Regions from separate parts of the Hordeum vulgare genome. Here region 2 is linked to region 1. Evidence: chromatin contacts called from public HiChIP or PLAC-seq data. All regions are on one chromosome and are shown on one strand. Each heading gives the region's core, a stretch centred on a gene start, on an enhancer-like site or on the middle of the called end of the contact. The rest is flanking DNA. Distances are from core to core; before and after follow the strand shown. Region 1 holds the start of LOC123444105 (50S ribosomal protein L15). Region 2 holds the start of LOC123444107 (aspartic proteinase NANA, chloroplast-like).

Region 1 (6,842 bases), core at 1,674-4,173:
ACAATTAGAATGTAAGTTCAGGCAAGATATGTTATCTGTCTGTTTCTCTTATCAACTACCAGCCTATCACAAACAATAATTACCAGCATATTTATTAAACACCTAAAAAGGAATCAAATCAAGAACTAAGATAAGTGACATGTTTGATTTTTGTAACTGCTGACAAACTAATCGTTGACAAATCAAATTAGCATTTCACACTGCCATGGTAACTGGAGCCATAATTTACAACCACCTAATATGTTTTTACCAGTTATCATTGTTAAGAAATATAAGACTCATCCTCCTGCACATCCACTAAGATATATGACATGTTTTATTTTTGCAACAACTGACAAACTAACCGTTAACAAATCAAATTAGTATTTCGCATTGCCATGTTAACTGGAGCCATATTTTACAACCACCTAATACGCCTTTATCAGTTATCACTGTTACGCAATAAGACTCATCCTCCTGCACATCTCCTAAGCGGTTAGGATGTTGTGCATGTCATTACGTATCCGCATATTTCCGATGATTCCTTCACTTGCCAACTGCATGGTTATCTTTGGCTATATCTCATTCAGACTGTGTGCATATACTCTAAAGAGCACTGAATTCAACAGATATTAGTATCGAAAAATATCTCGATGTCATTCAGTAGTATCAGATAGTCTTTTCATGCTTATCCAATCCAAACCATTGTGCCATCCAACTTCCTCTCTCTGGTATTCTCCTCCCCACAGCCAACAGCATTCACCCCTTGCCCTGTCAATCCACCTCTGTTACCATGGATGGAGAATAGGGAACGGCCACAACATCACAAGCATCAAACCAAGAACCTAATGACTTTTATAACACTTTAGTCCAATTAAATATGTATATTGATATATTAAGTAAAAATACAAATAGTTTAAATAATAAATTGCAATTAAAATGGCACAAGTCTATACCAAAACTGTATCCAGGAGAGTTAAATATAAACACATATCCATATGCACCCCTTAGTACACGTGCATTAAAAAATACCAAAAACTGTTGTATTAAAACATGTTACAGTATATATAGAAGAAAAAGGTTGTGCAAACAATTATGTTTGTATCATCATATGTACACTGTACAAAAAAATAGTTACACATCCCGTGTGATACTCCCTCCGTTCCTGAATATATGACGTTTTCGTAGTTTAATTTGAACTACCAAAACATCATATATTTAGGAACGGAGGGAGTATAAGGCAACTTATTTTATGCAATGCAGATATGATCATCTTTCTGCAAAAGTGAATGCTTGTTCAGATTCTGACATGCTCTAGTATTATGGATTGGGGGGATTTCAGAGTGCACAAGTTCTCAATCCTCAGGGCAGGGTACAAATATGAATATGTGAGAAAATACAGAACGTTAATAATTCAGGAAAATCTTAGCCATATTTGTATTTTATCAAATACAGTAGTCCAATAATATGGATAATACGGACCCTTGACACCCCTAATAAGTGTGAGGAACATTGGAAATAGGGTCATACATCGTGCCATGCACCACAGCCTAACATACTTAGAGATCAACCCAGAGGATGAATCGAGGATGTGAATACAGCATTAGTTTAAAACAATTGGAATGATCAAGCTGGAATAGTAAGAATATGAAACAGTTCGTCCTGCACCACATATAGAAGAAAATGTTTGTCGACAAAAAGATGATGCCTTATGATCTTGAAGGGAGTAAGAAGAACATGCTCAGACGTACAGCACTACAATAATTTGATTACACTGAACAGCAAACTCCAGATAGAATGGATTAGCTAGCTTCTATTTGCCAACAGTGATTGCAGTACCTAAATATCATGAAAGAGTAAAACACAGCCTCAGGACCCCGACCTAAATTTGCAAGTGCCCCACTCATCAAGTCTAGATCAGTAATCAAGATCAAGATGCATTGTGATTGTTTTAGGGCATGTTAATAATCCTTAGTGTAATACTCCCAGATATCTTAGTTACCCCATGTCATCGCCTCTAGACCATTGATCAATGTTGATATGGATCTGGAAACGAGGATCACAAGGCACAATTCGTAGGTGCACAAAATCTACAGTACCATCTGCTCCACACTGATTTCAGCATTCAGAGAATTATGGATGCTGTTCTGATCAATCCCAGATTTTAACAAGCAAGCGTGAACAAAATCAAGTGCGCATCCAAGTACGGACCTCTGGAATGTCCGCACGGATAACAGAGATAAACTTTGAGAAGCGCAGCCGGTGCAGGACATTGTTGAAGATGGTCAAGTAGAGCGTCATGGTCCTATCGCCTACAATCACAGAAAAATTAATGGAGTCACCGACTAGCAGGGCATCGAATCGAATCATCAAATCATATAGTCAAGGGATTTGCGTATGGGCTTGCCTCTGGGGCTGGGCGACGAGAAGGCCTGAACGCAGTTGTGCTGGATGAGGACGAGGAGAGAGTTCTTCACCTGCCCGGGCGGGAGGTTGAGACGGCGCACAATCTCCTGCAGCTGCAGCGCCCCCTGGCGGAGGAGGCAGTCGCACACCTTCTGCGGGAAGGGATCGGGCGGCGGGGGTTAGGGCTTCACACGCACGAGCACGCTGACACAATGTCAGTACCAGGGAACGACGGGAGGGTAGGAGGTGGACGGGGAACTTACTGCTACGAGGGGGCCGAAGTGGTCGGATATGAGGCCCGTGGCGAGGAGGATGCCGTGCTGCGACACCATGGCCGCCGGCGGCGAGGAGGCTCGGGATTTTTGGGATGCGTGTTGCGGCGGTGGCCTCGGCTCGGCTCGGCGCTGCGCGAGACGAGACTGTACTGCACTGCACGCGATCCTGAGCGTCCACTTTTCGGCCAGCGGCTCACGTGTTATGCCGCGGAAGCGGAACCGTCCATTCTAACCCTTTGATTCTGGATCCAACGGCTACGATGCTAGCCAGCAGTCAGCACTCAGCACCGTCCCAAGGAAAGACGGAAAGAACCCTAAACCCCCGGCGCACCCAGACCGGTGGAGGAAGCCGCCAGCGTACCACAGCCGCCATGTTGCGCCGCGCCTCCCAGCTCCTCCGCACCATCCCCGCCGCCGCCGTGCTCCCCCGCCGCCTCCCGCAACCGCACCCGGCCCCACCCGCCCGTCTCCTCCCCGCCCCTGGCCAGCCGTCGTACTTCTACGCCACCCAGTCAGCGGCGGCGCGGCCACCAAAGGCGTCGCGGCCACTGAGGACGGCGGGAAGCCTGCTGAGGCTCAACGACCTCCGCGACAACCCCGGCGCGACGCAGCAGAAGACGCGCAAGGGCCGCGGGATCGGCTCCGGGAAGGGCAAGACGGCGGGGCGCGGGCACAAGGGCCAGAAGGCGCGCGGCACCGCTCGGTTCGGCTTCGAGGGTGGCCAGACCCCGCTGCGCCGCCGTCTCCCCCGACGCGGCTTCAAGAACCGCTTCTCACTCACGTTCCAGGTCCCCTTCTTGCATTTCTGTTCATCTGCTTTCGTTGCAGCAATGCGTCATTTGCTGTTTGCGATCTAGGTTGTTTGATCACGAATCAACATTTCTTTCCTTGGTTTCCGTGTATGTGCTCTAGTTGTCATCCTCGAACGTTGCTTGATTCGATGACCGGAAGTTGCACGGGTCAACATTTCTGCACATAAGGTGTTTGATCTGTGTTCTGTGCACGTAGTTCACATATTTTGATATTACTACCGCTTATTCCGAGTGCTACCTTGATAAGGATTATGTTCCCTTCGTAGAAGCTCCTTAGTTAGAGGAAGGAATTTCTTACTGAGCTTGCTAGAGCCCTATCTGTAGTGGTAGCTCTTAGACGAGCTTCTAGATCATTTTGTTCCTCAGTGCACAACAGTAGAATCGTGTGTTAAAAATGGCAAAAGGCAGCACAAAAATGCCTTACTATGCATTCTGAAAAGTCTGGGATGGTGGATTTTTACCTAGCAACGGCCATTTGTAATGAACTTATGAGCTTTGGTAAAATGGGCATGCTGAGATAACATAGTATGCACTGATAAGACAGCAAGAGATTATGTTCATAGGCCAAGCTACAGTGAGGGCAGCACCAGCTTGCAGCTTTGGAAGACTTGGCTTGGGCGTCAACAATTTCAGTTATCTATCTTCTAGTCGGTAGAGTATGATATATGTGAGTAATGGTGGATCCATACCAAGTGCCAAGATACGTGGCTTTTGTATTGAATTGGTCACCAATCTTTGCTGTATAAGATAATTGGTGGGGTTGTGCTAACTTGTTGTAAGACCTGAGGTATTGTGCACTAATTGGGCAATGATTTTGGACATATATATTACTCCCTCTTATATTAGTTGACAGAGGGAGTACAGAATAAACTATTGATTGGACAAAATCTCTACTCTTGGTACTTGTTTGGGAAGGAAACCTAGGCTTATTATTAAAGTTTACAGATTATCTAATCTTTTAATGGATATATAAATTCATGTTAGTAAAGTGGTGGGCACTATTTCGTGCTGTGTTAGTATGCAAGAACAACGGAACCTTGTGTGTGTATGCAGGTTTCAAAGAAGTATCATATGTGGCAGAGTTACATTTCTTTAAGTGTTACGCAGATTAGATTGTGAAGAGCACTGTAAGAATACTTTTTAATAAAGAACATGCCATATTCTTATAATATGTAGTTGGATCATGTTACGTACTCTCTAGCATAAGACCTAGTAAAGCATCAAAATTTACAATCTAATGAATTGCATCTATCATATGTTGTCAAGTCCTTCAGGAGGGGTTCTGTGAAGTGATCTACTGTTCAGCACTTAGCACTGGAGTAACTTTCTGTTTGCTTTACAATCTTCCAGTCTCCTGAAATAGTATTCCAACATGATATTTGTTACGTGATGTACCTATCTCTGCTAGTTCATGCAGTGATTGTTTTCAGCAAATTGTGGTTGCTATTTGATCCATGCTAATGTCTGACTTCAACATCCACAAAATAACGTTAAAATTTTGTGTTCATTTGGGTATGTGGACGTTTATTGTACAACTTGTTTAACAACTTGACAATTACTTTGTTTATGCTTCAAGTTCAATTTTTTATTTGCAAATGGCACCATGGGCATAGTGTGATGTTGGTCATCTTTTGCTGTGGTCAGCCCTGTGGACTGGGAAAAATTGCAAAGCTCATCAATGCTGGAAAAATTGATTCCTCTGAATTGATCACAATGAAGACACTGAAGGTACTACAGTCATTTCTTTGAACTAGCCCTGTTTCTGTTTTCTTCTTTGCAACATCAACTTCTCTATCACACTTTATCAGGATACAAGTGCCATTGGAAAACAAATAAAGGATGGGATTCGGTTAATGGGCCGTGGTGCAGAAGAAATCAAATGGCCAGTTCACCTCGAGGCAAGCAGAAGCTAGTTCGAAATAGTTAAATCTTATCAATATTTATAAGCATATAGTTTCTTGTTCATTTCAAGTCCTCCATTCTCAGGAATAACGTGCAACTTTTCACAGGCTGAGTCTGTTCTGTTCCTTGCTGCATGCAATGACACATAATCCAAACATATAAATGTATCTGTTCTGCCGAGTGCCATTTATCCATTAACCATTATAATGATATCGTGGAATGTGCTCATTTAGTTATGTCCGCATGACCTGTCTGTCCATTGCTTGCAATCATGTCGAGTACAAGTAGTGGCTCTTTTGTAGAGGCAATGAGGGAGTTCCAACTGTGAGTAGTAAACATAGCTTTCCTATTGTTGAAATATTGTTTGGCATGTGCCCAATTAATACAACATGATTCATATATAAGTATGTAATAGGTGATGGCAGTGACCAAAAAAAACTACTCCCTCCGACCCATATCAATTGTCGCTGACTTAGTAGTACTCCTATAACACTAGCATGATTTTACTTGCAATGTATTTTAAGCAGTAAAAAAATATCAATTGTCGCTGACTTAGTACAAATTTAGCATGATTTTACTTGCAATGTATTTTAAGCAGTGAAAAAATAGCGCGCTATAGCGTCCCTAATAGCACGCTATAGCGTATTGAGGATTGCCTCGCTAAATATATTGGTGTACAATGTTCCGCTTATAGCACACTAATAGCATATTTTGAGGTCGGCGCTATTTTGCTGTGCGCGCTATTTTTTTCCTTGATTTTAAGTGAAATTATATTGCTTTTGTTATCAAGATATAACATTTCCAACTGTGAACATTATATTGATTTGATTTGATCCAGCTGTGGACATTGGTGCTGTGGATTGCATTTGATATAGCAAATGTAAATTGGCAGGTATCAAGGGCGACTGCAAGGGCGAAAGCTGCAGTTGAAGCAGCAGGTGGAACTGTAAGATTGGTGTACTACAACAAGCTTGGGTTCAGGGCACTTCTCAAACCCGAGTGGTTTGCAAAGAAGGGCCGCCTTATACCAAAAGCGGCGAGGCCTCCACCCAAGCAACGAGACAAGGTTGATAGCATTGGCCGACTACCTGCTCCCACAAAGCCACTTCCCTTCACGTCGGAGGAATTAGAGTTTACTGCCAAGCGCGAAGCTGCTAAAGTGATCGCGGCATAGGAGGGAGTACAAATTGGTCATCCACTTCATTATTCTACACTGAAGAAGCCCACCCGAACTTTTATTACATAAGTCTTGCACCGGGCATGTATAACAATCACCTGCTCTTTTCCTATAGGCGCATTCCTTGTGGGATCCTTGTGTTTCCTTGTCATTTGTGCTATGCGGCAATGACATTTTCTTCTTCAGGTGGCAGTAGTACCTCCTGGTAAGTAACGGGGCTGGCGGGTGAAATATCCTGTAGCAGTCTTTTGAGAGATCTGTTCGTTGTTTTCATTAATATAGAAACTGCAC
Region 2 (6,842 bases), core at 1,103-3,602, 250 kb before region 1:
AGTCGAGTATAGTATACTGCAGCCACCACAGTTGCGACCGCCGTTCCCCTTTCTCTGCCCAAACATTGTACTTAAACATGAAAAAGAAATGGGCGGCCTAGATATGAACACCCGGCAGCGTGCACATGCAGCAAGCGCCCACACTGATAGATAATCACACACACACACGCAAAAACTAGATAGATAACCTGCCTGCCTGCGCGACCCCTTTCTTTCTGGCCGGCGAGCGAGCGAGCGCCGCAAGGATCCGAATCCGATGCATATGCGCGCATGTGGATGTGATCAATCTCAGCTCGTCGCTTTTGTGAGGAGGATTCGGGGCATGAGGCGGCGTCGATGATGCTTTCTTCTTCTTCTCTCTCGGTGTGCTCGTCTCGGTCCATGGCCGGCCTTGGGGACATGAGCGGGGTGACCACGATGTCTTTGTGCGTGTTTCTCCGCGACAGCCCCATGAAAGCATACATAGCGAGCGCACGCCTCTAGAAGACTATAAGTAGACGCAATAAATATGTTCCAATCGATAGATGACTAGAAGTAGACGCCGGCGCCAAGCGAGCGGCAAATCGATCGGGGATTCCAGGCTCCAGAGTTCAGCTCAATCACCATGAAGGCTCCCCCCCTTCTCCATCACAATCACCTGGGTGGTAGTAGTAGTGGTACGAGTGAGTACATACTCTACGAGAAGGGGCACCGTCGCCCTACATGGCCGAGCGAATCAATGCCGTGCAGTGGTGCGGTCTGGCAGTACAAGTGGTGGGACTAGTAGTATAGCAGTACCAGTAAGGCGAGGCAGGCCGGAGCTGGCCGGAGCAGTGAGCTGCTGCAGCTGCGCATGGCATCAATGGCACCGCATTGATTAAACGCTGCGGCCCCGCGATGGATGCCATTGCCATCTGCAAATTGCAACTGCGAGATCCGACTCGCCCACCAACCAACCACTAATGGCGTCTTCTGCCTCCTCCTGCTGCTGCTGCTGCTCGCGTCTCCTCATCAATGCCAGGGCCAATTAACGACGCCCCACCCACAGATCGATTCAATCGATGGTGATTAGCACGCACGCACGCACGCACGGCTAAGTACTATAGGAGGAGGAGTGCCATACAAGTGGTGTTCCCCTCAGGGATGGTTGGTACGGTGCGGTAGAGGGGATGGCAATGCAGATGCGAATGCGAATGGCGAATGGGAATGGCGGGTGAGAGCGATGCTGACCGGTAGTCGTAGGCGCAGGGGCTGCCGGGCGTGGGGCAGGTGGCGAGGGAGAAGGGGAGCGACTTGGTGCAGGTGTCCGAGGCGCACGAGATGGGCGCCCATGTCCTCGAGTCCTCTGGACGGAACGCGCGCCCGGACCCCGACCCCGACTCCGACGAGTTGGCGGCGGGGCGGCGGCACTTGACCCAGGTGAGGTCGCTGCCGGTGTCGGCCACCAGCAGGAACGGCTGCGCCGGGGTGCCCACGCGGAAGCGCACGAAGTACTGCCCAATGCCCGTGTACGCGCCGGAGGTCAGCGGCATCTCGAAGGCCGCCGCGGACGACCCGGCGGCGGTCTCCCGCGCGCGGCGCCGCCCGTGCGAGGCGATGAACGCCATCCGCTGCCGGTCGCTGCGCGCCAGGTCGGCGAGCGACGCCGGCGCGAGGCGGAGCAGGTCGAACCGCGCCGAGTTGCCCGGGCGGGCGCCGCCCGCGCGCGCGCCCGCCAAGAACGCGGCGGACACCGCGACGAGCAGCAGGGCCGTCAGGCCGCGACCCGCCATTGCCTGCCGACGGCGCGGCCGGCTCTTTGGTCTCGCCTCGCGGCTAGCTAGCTAGCTAGGCCGCCGACGCGACGCCCGGCGATGCGTGTGTGTGTCTGGCCCGCCGGCGCACGGCCGTATGCGCCAATGCGCCTCCCGGCTGAACAGGCACGCACGCACGCAAGCAAGCAAGCCGCGGAGCTGTGCCGCGGCGGCAAGCAGCGCTGGTGCTTTTGTTTGGGCTCGCGTTTCGGGCTTCGGGTATGTGTTGGTTTGTGTGTGCCGCTTTGGAGTGCGTATTTATCTTGCCCTCTCTCTGCGAGGGGGGGGGCAGCTTTGCTTACGTTTGTTTAGTTTAGTTTAGTGCTAGTTTTTGTTCAGGGTGGTGGCTGTGCCGTGCTGTGCGTAGTCCGGGCGGCACCTGCCGCGCTTGGCATCGTTTGGCCGCTGCAGAGGTGGTGCGACGCGACGCGCTTTGGGCGCTTGCGATTGTGCTTTGTGCGCGCCGCGGGTCAAAGCCTCCTGGGACTCGCTGCGCCGGATTTCGGTTGGATCTGTTTCCGTTAACACGGATGCTTACTCAGTAGTACTCCTACTACAACTTTTGAGAGTAGATTAATTCCACTTGAAAAATCTGGATCCTCGGCCGCGGTCATAGGGACACTAGACAACATTTCCTTGGTGTCCGCTGGTCACCTACATTGAGCAGAGAAGAGCAGCAACTTGCTTACGTTCCGGACCCAGTCGCTTGTGAGCGCAGCAGCAGTAGCTTTGCTTGAGCATCGTCCGGCGGTCGGGATCTGGGCTGCTGCTACCATCACCGCTGTCCACATTTGGGGACTGGATGGATGCATGCATGCATGCCACGGGACGGGTGTCCATGCACGCAAAACAAATGCGTCTGCAGTAGCCCCGGGTCACGTCGAGTCCCGATTTCGTTCGCGTACATCTCGCGAATTGGATGTTCTAAGACAGTTTTGCTGGTTCGAGCTGATCGTTTTCCTGTAGCCAGGCGGATTGTGCTTGACGCAGGCTTCTACGCGACCTCACGCTTCAGGCACCGGGCAAGGGGCAACGCAGCGAGCTCGCCGTATCTATCTCCACTCTCGACTGCAGCCTTTCGTGTTTCCATTCGCCCTTCGTTTTCTTTCTTTCGCTACCTCGATCGGGACCTATTTGCAGTGCGGCCACGCAATAACAAGTGGACGTCATCGTCTCCTTCGGATAAGCATTGTTCGCCACGCGCCTGCCGGCATTGCACGTCACAAATGCATCGTTTGCTAATAATTAGAGTTAAAGCAATCCAATGGTCCAACCCAAACAGACGCGTGCTATGTCCATTTTTTGTTCGTTTGATTCGGCTTGTACATCTCCTTCTTCATTTGGATGACCGTACGATCAAAGCTCGAATTCAAATGTCATCCGTACATAATAATAATAAATCTCGTGGTCATAAATCATGTCAGCGGCCATGTCATCGTCCAAAGTTTATATCAACGTCATGTCAACGATTGGCATACATGCCAGCACGCAGAAAATATCATTATGCACTTCATGCCGACACACTTGCTAGCTCATAAAAAGGGACGGAAGTTCGACCACGCCATCTGGACGGTGGTCATGGTAGCACAATTGCCGGCATACCAAAAAATATGGTGCTCTTCACCACCATAGATCATTCGTCGTCGAACTTGAGCATGTCGGCCTGCATCTTCTCGAACCAAGACCGCTTCGTGAGGGACACTGCTCAAGTCAACCTTCATGATCTCCACGCACGTCATCATGCTAGCGAACGCCACTTCGTTTGCCTTGGTCTTCGCATTGGCAGCCTCGATCTCGAGCATCTTTGCTTGATTCTCTGCCTTCATCTCGAGCCTCTTCGCTTGCTTCTTTGCATCGAGTTCAAGCCTCTTTCTTTGAATTTTCATGAAAGCATTCATTTGCTCTTCTTTGTCTTGTCGGCACTTCTCCTTCCGTGTGTCCTTCTTGCTCATCATGCCTTCCAAAGTGGCATGCAAGGCAATCGAGGCAACATCATGCTTATCCTCTTTTTCCGAGTTGGTGTTCCCCCGCGGCTGAGGTATCTCTTCCTCGCCATGCTTCTCAACGACTTCAGTCCCTCCACGCGCCTTTGCGGCGGCATATTGCGCCCTGAACTTCTTGCCCGAGTTGATCACCATCCAACAATGTACGAGGTTGAAGGACTTCTCATGTTGGGCCTTGAAAGCCTCCAAAGCATGAAATGCCTACAAATGTATATCATGCCAGCACATGCGCAAAATGGACATGCAAGCACAATGGAAACAAAGATGGATGCATGTTTTACCATGTCTTTGATGCCGAGGCCGCTTACGGTGCGTCCGTCCATGCTATCAAGGCTTGCACAAAACTTGTCGCACTCTTGTTGAATCATCCTCCAATGCTTTGAGATGGACACCCACACGTGCTTGCTCTTCATTTTGTACGACGGAAAGTTCTTGCGTTCATGAAATTCACGATGAACACGAAGCCAAAAGGTAGATTACTTTTGCTCGTCACCGATCTTGGGGTCTTGTCCAACCTCCCTCCAACATTCACAAAGAATCTTCTCCTCATCCTTCATGTATGCCTTGGTCCACTTGTTTTGGCGCTTCTTGGTTTCTTGGGCTTGGTTGGAAAGCTCCCCTTCGAACAAAGGTGCCCCGTTGATGTCCACTTCATCTGCTTATTCTTCAAGGCGGTAGTCCTCTAGGAACTCGTGGTTGGCGGGGAAGGTGTCCGTGCCATCTTGGCCTTGCATGAAGGGGTCGGTTGTGCCACCACATACAAAGGGGTCGGCCATGAAGGTGTTTCAGCCGTCTTGGCTTTGGGTTTCATCAGGATCGAAGATAGCGACACCCACACCACCTTCGAAGATCATGTTCTCAATGATGAAACGGTCGGCAGCGGCGGCATCCGTGGTCGGCATTTTGTCGAACAGGTTGCGGTCGCCCGAAACCATGCTGATTAGTGTTTCCCGCAGGCGTTTCCTCTAGCCCCCGAAAGATGATCCACCGGCCACCGGCATGGCATTGACGTCGATGCGTATGGGCGCGAGTGTGCACGACACCACCATGCTTACCTCCGGCAAGCATTCCCTGTAGAAAGGAGACACATGCAGGTAGTGATGATGGAAGCCAACCATTGCCGGTGCGGTGGACGTGCGCATCAACTTAGGGAGCGGAGCACGAGAGAAGGCAGAGGAGCAGATGCTGGCAGCGGTCATGGCGGCGGTCAGCCCGTGCTGACTAGGGTTTAATCCTAGGTAGATAAGGGCGTCCCTCGTAGCCGCAATGCCTATGGCGTTGGTCTCCTCTTGCCGTGCTGCGGCGGCAAGGGTGGCAGCCTCGCCATCTTTGAGCTTGCGTTCCTTCGCGTGCCTCCCTTCCCTCCTCTTCATGGACTACACGCACCGTTCCTTAGGCATCATCAACTTCTTCATGGTCGTCGTCTGATACATCTCCAACGTATCTATAATTTTGTATCATTCCATGCTATTATATTATTGATCTTGGATGCTTTACGTGCATTTATATGTTATTTTATATCATTTTTGGGAACTAACCTACTAACCAAGTGCGTAGTACGAGTTGTTGTTTTTTGCATGTTTTTGACTTTTCAGGAAATCAGTACCAAACGAAGTCCAAATGCAAGGAAACTTTTTGATGATTTTTTCTGGACAAAAATAAGACATGGAAGCTTCGGAGGGAGATCATACAGCACACGAGGTGGCACCAAGCCAACAGGGTGTGGCGAGTGGGTGGTCATGCCCTCATGGCTTGGGACCACCTTCCGACGCCTCTTGCCCTAACTCCGCATCTATAAATCCTAATATGTTGGAAAAACACCAAAGAGCCACCCAAAATACTTTTTCCATCACTCCAAGCTTCTATTCTGCCGCGATCCCATTTGGAGCCCTGTACCGGTGCCCTGCCGGAGGGGAGATCGATCATGGAAGGCCTCTACACCAACCTTGTTGATCCCATGGTGATGTGTAAGTAGTCTACCATAGACCTACGGGTCTGTAGTTAGTAACTATATGTCTCTCTCTCTCTATGTTCTTCAATGAAAAAAATCATCGTGATTTCCGTCATGATCTATCCTATGTAAGCCTCTTTGCGGTGTGTTTGTTGGGATCCGATGAATTACGGGTTTAAGTTCATATTATTCATGAAAAGTATTTGAGTCATCTGTGAATTCTTATATGCATGATTATTATAGATTCGTATTTCTCTCAAATCTACCGGTTTGGCTTGGCAAACTAGATGAATTTATCTTCAATACGAGTGGTGCGTTGTGATGGGTTCAATCTTGCGGTGCTTAATCCTAGTGACAGAAGGGGACATGACACATATTGTATTGCTGCCATTAAGGATAAAATGATAGGGTTTATTCATATTAATTGAGTTGATTTTATCTACATCATGTCACCTTGCCCCAAGCATTACTCTGTTTTTACTCAATACTCTAGATGCATGTTTGATAGCAGTCAATGAGTGGAGTAATAGTAGTAGATACAGGTAGGAGTAGGTCTACTTGCTTATGGACGTGATGCCTATACGTGTGATCATTGCCATGAATAAATATTTCATAACCGTCCGTTTTTCTATCAACTGCCCAACAGTAATTTGTTTACCCACTGTATGCTTTCTTCGAGAGAGAAGCCTCTAGCGAAAACTATGGGCCTGGGGTTGATACGTCCATTTTGCATCATGCTTTCATGTTGATATTTATTGCTTTTTGGGTTGTTACATTACTTGTGGTACCATATTTATGCCTTTTCTCTTTTATTTTGCAAGGTTTATTTGAAGAGGGAGAATTCAGGCAGCTGGAATTCTGGACTGGAAAAGGAGAAAATCCTAGTCCACTATTCTGCACATCTCCAAATGCCCTGAAAAGTTACGTGGATATTTTTGGGACTACATAAAAAATACTGGGCGAAAGAAGTACCGGAGGGGGGCTTCCAGGGCGCCACTAGCCCTGCCACCACCACCACCCCCTGGTGGCGGAGTGGGGGCTTGTGGGATCCCTGACGGGCCACTAGCCCCCCTCTTTTGCTATATGAAGGGTCTTGGTCCAGAAAAAAAATGAGAA

What was found. HiChIP or PLAC-seq counts read pairs in DNA pulled down with a chosen protein or histone mark.
Region 2: a contact with region 1 is called in an H3K4me3 HiChIP or PLAC-seq map of embryo, with 2.4 times the contacts expected there. The contact joins the promoter of LOC123444107 here to the promoter of LOC123444105 in region 1. A contact is called at or near these places in 2 of 6 Hi-C or Micro-C datasets (both in leaf) and 1 of 1 datasets of contacts at active chromatin or transcription factors (embryo).

Annotation. Positions count from the first base shown.
Region 1 is chr3H:430,713,102-430,719,943 of MorexV3_pseudomolecules_assembly, reverse strand. It overlaps LOC123444105 (50S ribosomal protein L15), which reads left to right and starts at 2,923. Exons shown (of 4, transcript XM_045120718.1): 1 at 2,923-3,448; 2 at 5,117-5,200; 3 at 5,281-5,370; 4 at 6,267-6,842. The coding sequence starts at 3,032. The coding sequence ends at 6,548. LOC123444106 reads right to left here and starts at 2,837. Exons shown (of 14, transcript XM_045120721.1): 1 at 2,649-2,837; 2 at 2,387-2,537; 3 at 2,191-2,291. The coding sequence starts at 2,717.
Region 2 is chr3H:430,962,482-430,969,323 of MorexV3_pseudomolecules_assembly, reverse strand. It overlaps LOC123444107 (aspartic proteinase NANA, chloroplast-like), which reads right to left and starts at 2,352. Exons shown (of 2, transcript XM_045120722.1): 1 at 1,210-2,352. The coding sequence starts at 1,751.